Linked DNA regions of Gossypium hirsutum: regions 2 and 3 are each linked to region 1. The links are chromatin contacts, called in public Hi-C maps. All regions are on one chromosome and are shown on one strand. Each heading gives the region's core, a stretch centred on a gene start, on an enhancer-like site or on the middle of the called end of the contact. The rest is flanking DNA. Distances are from core to core; before and after follow the strand shown. Region 1 has its middle 14 kb from the start of LOC121211876. Region 2 holds the start of LOC107925808 (glucan endo-1,3-beta-glucosidase 1). Region 3 holds the start of LOC107957144 (cyclin-D5-1).

What was found. Hi-C and Micro-C count contacts between places; a contact is called where the count stands out from the background.
Region 2: a contact with region 1 is called in a Hi-C map of hypocotyl, with 2.2 times the contacts expected there. The contact joins the promoter of LOC107925808 here to the enhancer-like site in region 1. A contact is called at or near these places in 2 of 34 Hi-C or Micro-C datasets (hypocotyl and leaf).
Region 3: a Hi-C map of leaf shows a contact between it and region 1, with 2.1 times the contacts expected there. The contact joins the promoter of LOC107957144 here to the enhancer-like site in region 1. A contact is called at or near these places in 2 of 34 Hi-C or Micro-C datasets (both in leaf).

The regions. Positions count from the first base shown.
Region 1 is chrA12:40,268,941-40,271,641 of Gossypium_hirsutum_v2.1, forward strand. No RefSeq gene overlaps it. Among protein-coding and RNA genes, the nearest start is that of LOC121211876, 14 kb to the left of the region's middle. Within about 2 kb of position 1,386, at least 3 of the 9 cell types and tissues checked have an H3K27ac peak or open chromatin away from gene starts, as enhancers often do. A contact at or near this core is called in hypocotyl and leaf, where this site is marked.
Region 2 is chrA12:39,781,015-39,783,715 of Gossypium_hirsutum_v2.1, forward strand. It overlaps LOC107925808 (glucan endo-1,3-beta-glucosidase 1), which reads right to left and starts at 1,321. Exons shown (of 3, transcript XM_016856529.2): 1 at 673-1,321; 2 at 1-526. The coding sequence starts at 733.
Region 3 is chrA12:40,536,262-40,538,962 of Gossypium_hirsutum_v2.1, forward strand. It overlaps LOC107957144 (cyclin-D5-1), which reads right to left and starts at 1,401. Exons shown (of 5, transcript XM_016892578.2): 1 at 990-1,401; 2 at 817-903; 3 at 436-724; 4 at 214-350; 5 at 1-126. The coding sequence starts at 1,238.

The sequences.
Region 1 (2,701 bases), core at 136-2,635:
TATATTTGGACCCAATTGAGCATAGATTTGGAAACTCCCACAGTTCATTTTTAATTTTGATTTGCATTTTTTGTTTAAGCTTATATTTTGAACTTTATTTGTTCAAATCTTCCCAAATTTTGGACAAAACGGTAATAAACAATGCAGGTATGAAAAAAAAAGGTTGGGATAAATCATGAGTAGACAAAGGCAACACAAAAAAGGTTGGGTTAGATAAAATATTTTGGCCGATGATAATAAAAGTTGGGATAGATTAACATTTTCTCAACTCTTCCTAAAAAGTTGGGATATGATTAGATTTTGTTAACACACAAAAAAAGTTGTTTAAAGGTACAAATTTAAATGATACAAAAAAAGGGGTCGGCGTAGTCCAAAAAGAGTCTTAGGCTTTTCATATGACAACACTTTTATATAGTTGGAAAAGGTATAACAAAAGTCAACATAGTATTGGATAAAGTCGACTCTTATTTAAGTGTTGCCTTAGACATGCATATCCCGACCCTTATACAAAGAGTTGATCAAAACATATGTCAACAAGTCTATCCTGACACTTAGAAAAGTGTCGGTCCAAAAGTGTCGTCTTAGAGATATTTTTTTTAGTGTACGTAAGATATAAAATAAATTTAAATACAATAAAATTATGTTACGAGAAGATTAAAACATAATACACAAAAAATTGAAATGAAAACTATATATGATTTATTCCTTGAATGAAATCCCTAAATATAAATAATGCAAATCAATTGGTGACTAATTGTGTAGATTAATATATAATTTAAAAATAAAAAATGCAAAGAAATTGAGTATGGATTATGAATCAAATAATTATTTAAATAATTTTAATTTCTAAACATTTTTTCCCAGTAGGTTGAAGACAAGTGCTATTCAACTCTTTTAAATATATGATTTATAAATATATTAAATTTAAAAACAAAATAAAAATTAAGTAATAATTTGTTTAAAATTAAATTATAGTGAGAAATTATTTGAATAGTTTAAAATTAAATCGTTGTGAACAAAAACTTTTTATAAATTAAATCATAATAATACATAATGTTAAAAAAACATAATTAGAATGCACACGAAAAACAAAATAAATGCAACATAAATAAAAATATATAAAAAAATATTAACTCATAAAAACATAATATGCATTTATTGGAAATAAATTTATAATAATAAATCTATAACAATACTTAATACAAAAACAAAAACACAATTTCTTTGAACAAAAAAAAGAAGAAAGAATATGCTATTCCTTTGAACCAAAAAAATAATCCACTATCCCGAAATAGAAATAGAAAGTAGCTTGGTCTGTTGGCATGAACCCAACAAGGAGTACACGTGGGATATGGGTTTGATCAAAGCTGGCCCCCGTCGTGATCGTCTAAAACGTCTTTAAATTAAAAAATTTGACGTCACCCGGACTCGAACCGGAGACCTTCAATGTGTTAAACTGACATGATAATCAACTACACCAAGACATCTTAAGTGTCCAATATCATATATTTTAAATAATAAAAAGTAATGTTTAAATTTGACTGTTTCCCTGTACAAATATTGAAGGTTATGGGTTATGAGTTTAACTAATTTTGATTTTATGTAATTTTGTATATATGTTTTTTACTTGATTCAAATTTTATGAATTAATAATATAATTATTTATATAATATTTATATAGTTACATATATAAATAATTATATTTATTTAATATAAAAATAAATTGATGTATTTATTTAAATACATACAATTAAACTGAAACAGAAATTTCATGTGTTTGATTGGACTAAATTAAAATTCATGCACTAAATTACATATTGAATCAAAATTTCGTGTATAATATTGAGATGTTTTGACTTGAATGGAGCAGTGATTAAAGCTCTTATCAAATATCTGTTTAGCATGGGTTTAAACCATGCTATCCATATCCTCTACTCTTAGTATTCTAAAGAAAAATGTATAATACTGAGATTTAACCCTAACACACTAATGAGACATGTTGTTTTAATGATACTTGGCATCTATGATTACCTTGATTCTTCTTTTAATGATACATATTCTAGTATGCATATAAGATTATAATTCTTAAAGTATATGAAAAATTAAAACTAAAAAAAAAAACCTTTGACATATTCTAGTATGAATTGTTCAGTGACAATTTTGCAAATTTTTGAAGCCGAATGAACAAGAAGTAAACTTTTTAATAGTTTAATGGTCTTGGGTGTAATTTACCCTTTAATTTATTTATCTAATTCAAATTTGATATTTAATGGCAAAAAATGAGTAGTGCTAAGAGTAGTTCCAACCACTTTAGGAAACAAAAATGAACAATGTAGAAAAAAGATATGCAGTTCAAGTTCCCTGCATCTATGAGGTCTTGCCCAAAGAAAATACCGACTATCTTAGCATCTTGTACAATAATTGCTTTCAAACTCTAACTCTCACCGATTTAGACTTCTCACTTTTGTACCTAAGATTTAGACAAGCTCCCTTTAAATTTTCCTATGAAAAGACATTAGTCAAGTCACACACTTAATCATTTCACTCAATGCACTTAAAGAAATGCTCCTCAATGAATAAGAATGTGCTTTTATTTCAGTACATTACCTATACAAGTTTTTAAATATATAAGCAATTGATACTTGCTAACATACTATATAAATTACAATCAATCTTCCCTCGAAATAAGTAGGATAATATG
Region 2 (2,701 bases), core at 71-2,570, 490 kb before region 1:
TTCATGAAATCCAGGTGGGAGGAGAGTAAAACCAATGTTTCATGCAAAGAGGAAGACAAATTTGGAGAAGCAACAATGGAGTAAGTGGAGTTTGTATTTTGGAAGAACTCCAACAGAGATTTGACCACCTTCTTACCCAAATCATCAGTAAAAACAACAGAGTTTTGCATCAAACAATCGGAAGAAAAAACAGCCGACACTTTGATGTCTTTCTCTAGACCCCACCTTGTAAGAGAGTGATAAATGTTCTTGAGGGATGGTAGTAAAAAACCCAAACTGTCTTCTTCTCCTTTACCATTTTGACAAAGAATAGTATCACCCACAAGAATGGTAGTGATTTTGGCAGCTGGAAAGTGAGCTAAAGCATGAACCCTGACCCAACTCTCAGCCTTCAAAACACTGCTAGAAACCTCTCTGAGAACATTTCCATTCACAGCAACTGCTATAGGAACATCACCGTGAGGTAATGCATCCTCCGGAGTTGTGTCATAAAGCCTAAGGTATTCAATAGATTCTTGACCTGCGCCTGCAAAAGAAAAAAAAACGCATAAAAATGTTTTCAAGAGATGAAAAAGTAGAACAAAGAGAACCCACATTTTGAAATGAAGATGAAACATTTAGAGAAAACAGTATATAGGGTTTAGGGTTTTCAAATTTTATACTTTAACATACCAGTAAGACCCAGAAAACAGAGAAAGAAAAAGCAAGTGATCATTAACTCCATCTTCAACATTTTTTTTTCAACAATAATAAAGATCTGAAAATGAGGTTGGGTTGGGTTGGGTTGGGATGGAGTTGGAACAGTTGGGACCTCTTGAAAACTCTGAAAAACCCTTTAAACCCCACCCTCTGTCTCTCACTCCCTCCCTCCCCCTCTGAGTCCCCGTGCAAGTTATAAGAAGTGGGGCTTTGATCTTCAATGTGAACAAAAGAATATGTTCACCATGGATGGATTGCAGGCTTCAAAGTTAAAAAAACACAAAACTACCTATTTTTCTATATTCTTTGTCACCAAACTCAAAGAGTACAAGACCACAGAACTTAAAAGAACTGAAGGGTTCAAGCAAGTTATGCAGGAAGATATCTGCAAAATCTTGGTGCCCGAGATTTATTACAGTACATCCTCTCTCTTTTTTCTTTTAAAGTATTATTACTGCACATGTACATTGAAAGAGAAGGGTCATTTTGTTTTCCTACTGCGCATTGGGACGCGTGGGAAGTGGGAACCAATGAACATAAGGACTGTGAATTGGTGTGGGAAGTGAGCTTTTTTGCAGTCACCATTGCACCCCAAACATACTATAATGTATTTGCTACTCCTAATACAAAAACGACGCCGGTTTGGTTACACAGAGACAGAGGGAATGGAAAAGGAAACTGGTGGTGGGGTCCGGGACACATGAAGTGAAAGGAAAAAACAAAAATGGGTGGCAGAGTGTGGGGACGAGTGAAGGGATCAGACGGTGGAGAGCAGCTTCACGAGGAGCAATTTTTTATATTTGATGTGACTAGTATTTACTATTTCCTTTTATTCCAACTTTTTCTATGTTTTTTAGTGCTCTGACCAGCAGGCCTACTCATACATCGGGCTGACCAAAATTACTCGAAAATTTTTGAATTTTTGAATTTGGTTGTTTTCTTTTTATACGTTCAAATGGTTATTTGGAGTAATATATTACCAGCAAATTAATGAATTTAAAATTATTAAAATTAAAATATTTTTTAAACAGAAAATTAAAATATCTTTAAAACTTAGGTTTAGTACCAATAAAGGCTCATTTTTGAAATTATTTACGGAAATGGGCCGTTTTTTAAAATAGTAATGGGTATAAACTGAAAACTTAAAAACATGCCGATATGGATGCGTTTTAAGGAGATAATACAAAAAAAACGCATTCACATCAATATTTTTTTCCTTGTGTCAGGCAAAAGCACGTTGACGTGCACACGTTTTTGGCTGTGTAATTTCTAATGGGTTATTTGCTAATTAAGGCCTAGGTTTAGGGTTTTGAGGTTTGATTAGGGTTTAGGAAATTTTAAATTAGGGGCTTAGATTTTTAATTGTTTAAGAAATTTAAAATTTTAAATAATATTAAAAATTGAAATTAACCCTTACCATTTGCATTTGGTCAGCGGAGATATGTTTATCATCGAGATGAATTAATTGCCAGGCCATTATTAATACGATCAAATTTCTTAAAAATTAAAAAAAATTAATAATAATTCAAACAAAAATAAATCAATAAAAAATAGAGATCTTTGAGAGCTTTTTTGAGAAATTTAGAGAGATTTGGAAAAATAATGAAATTTGGTGTGAAAAAATGGGTTGGGGGTTTTATACTTTTTTTTTCCTCGGAGACCCAATGGTCAGATTTTTAAATGATCATTAGAGGTGACCATTGGGGGAAAACACAGCCAACAGCGTGTCTTCATTAGCACTTTTTAGTAAAGCGCTTTCATGTTAGCGCGCTTTTGCCTGACACAAGAAAAAAAGCGCTGACGTGGATGTATTTTTCTGGGTTATCCCCTAAAAACGCGTCCATGCCAATAAGTATTTTGGTTTTCGGTCCATACCCATTATTATTTTTAGAAACGATCCATTTCCGTAAATAATTTCGAAAATGAACTTTTATTTGTACTAAACACTTAAACTTCACCAAAACAAGATTTTGAGATTTTTTTACCCCGACAATATAAAAAA
Region 3 (2,701 bases), core at 151-2,650, 270 kb after region 1:
GACAGCACAAGAGTTCTCAGGTGCATGATATACTGAAGAATAATTTGAGGAAACTACAGATTTTGGTGTCTTACAGATCCTCATCTCTATTTCATGCATCATATTATAGCAGCAAAATACATTTTCCTGTTATCAAATTCAATTGCATGATTGTCATTAGTATAGTGTTGAAGTCATATAAATAAGAGGGAAATATAACACAGAATCGCTCACAATTTCTAGAGATCCCCAGAATGAAATGAAATTCATCTTGAGCTCCATTGCTTTTCTTGTTAATCTTTTATCAGAAGAAGCGGCTAACACCGCAGCTGCAGCAATAACCGATGATCGATGATCTACCAAATTGATTTCTGCACATCAAAAAGATCTATTCGTAAACATAAGCATACAAAGCTAAGTTCATAACTACATTCAAAGCTGGATTTTTAGAATTACCTTTCATCATAAGCACAATAAGATGCAGAGCTTTTGAGACTAATCCTTTAGGTTTAGATTCACCATAAAATTTATGGATGAAGTAAGATAAATAAGCAAAGGGCGTGATTGTACTCATCTTCCATTCCAAAGTACTGACTACCAATAACTCCATTCTTTGAATCACTTTGTTTTCAAAGTGATCTTGTGTAGGATATTCTGATAAAACAGGTACTCTGCGCTCTTCCATTTTTGCTGCTAATGATAAACACGCCACCGACAACAATCGAATAACCCACAACTTCCCATCCTAACATCCAAAAATACATTGTTACAAACACAAACGAGAAACCTTTCATTTGACCATTGCTTGAACAATAAAAGAAAAAAAAAAGGGCTTACATCAATGGATTTCTTTGAGAGAAATCGATCCAAGTACATTACAGACAGATATGCTGTATGGATTTGAAACCCAAAGAGTGTTCTTGTCTAGATCAAAGAAAAAAATGTTTCATCGAACCATCCCTACTAAAAAGGAAAATAATAAATAAAGAAAAATCAGAAAAAATACAAACATTAAACATCCATTCAATAGCATTCAAGCGAGCACATTGCGGCCATTTGTTTCGAATGGTAATGGGATAATCAGAGATACAAGAAGTTTCTCTTTGAATCAACTTCTCAATATATTCATCATCATCATCCTTATCATTCAAGTAAAGATTTTCATCGTCTTCAGCTTCTGTTTCAGAAAAAGAAACTTCTTCTTCAGTTTCTTGAAACAAGAGATTAGAGCAAGAAAAGTAACTCTCAAACTCCCCCATTTGTCTGTGGACTTCAAATCTCAACCAAAAGAAGAAAAACAAAACATGGGTTTGGTCGTTTATTTCCTACAAGGCTACAACTAGTAGTATATATGTAGAGTGTTGAATACACGTCTGAGGAGATTAAGGAAAATCCTAGAGAATGGGGAGTCCCCAATTTAATTTTTTTATTTACTTTATAAATCATTTTAATTTTTATGGCGTAAAAATAAGTATTTTATATTTAAAATAATATTCAAAAGACGTTCATTTTGTCGAATAATTATAGAAATTTAAAACTAAAAATAATATAAAATATTAAAAATCAAATTGAGTATAATAAATAATTTAAAAAATCTAAAGAATCCAACTAAACCAAAATGACCTAAAAAGAGATTTCAGTTGTGAGGAGTGAAAAAGCGGGAAAAGAGAAGGTGATGATGAGAGTCGCGGTTTTGGTGCCGCCAAAATCAGCGGACGAGATATAAGAGAGAAATAGGCGTTATTTGGCAGTTACGGTGAGTGTGCACCGTAGGAAACTAATCATGCACCCCACTCTTACGCGCTTCTCTCCCTCAATTCTCTGCATCTTTTGGGAGATTCTGCTTATGTTGGTAGCATACGGGTCAAAGGTATTGTATAATTATTACTAAAGTATCCTATACACGGCCATTGTTAGTGGAATAATGAAACTCCTACTAGGTTTAAATGATGCCATAATTAAAATTTTAAGTATTGAAATTTTACTCTTAAATTTTATAAGTGATGAATTTATATTAGAATATTATTTGATAAATTAGTAAATATAACTATTAAATATAATTGTGATGTTTGATAAATATAAATATTGATTTTTAAAATATTGTTAATTATTAATTATTAATTTTATTAATATAATATTTATATTATTTTAAATTGTTTTAGATAAAAGATAAATATAGTATTTTGAATATCTCATTTTTAAAGAGATATTTCATTTTAATTTTTAATAAAATAAAACCGATTTAATACTTTTCTAGCTTAAGCGATAAGTACAACTTACTTATCTTATTCAACCTTATTTTTTACTGAAAATTTTATATTATGTAAAAGATTAAAATTGATTATTCAACACATTTGAAATAATAAATGCTAAAAAATTTCATTTTCAATGAAATGAAAATATTCAAAAATAAAATAAAAATTTCCAATGGTTTATCAAAGTGTATTATTTTTATTCCATGCACTAGAGATGAATAGAACAATTAAGTATAATAATATTAATTTAACGTATAATTTTGGTAAAAGTGCAATGGATGCCCCTATACTAAAAGTCTGATTGCATTTTATTCTTCTACAAAAAAAAATGAAGAACAAGAAGAAGACGACACATTAGCCCCTGTACATTAGGAAGAAAAGTACAAATAGATCATTCTGTTAAAAATTCCATTCAGCTGTATTACTAAGTAATTATTTGGCTTTTTTAAATTTTTTTTAATGTAAGT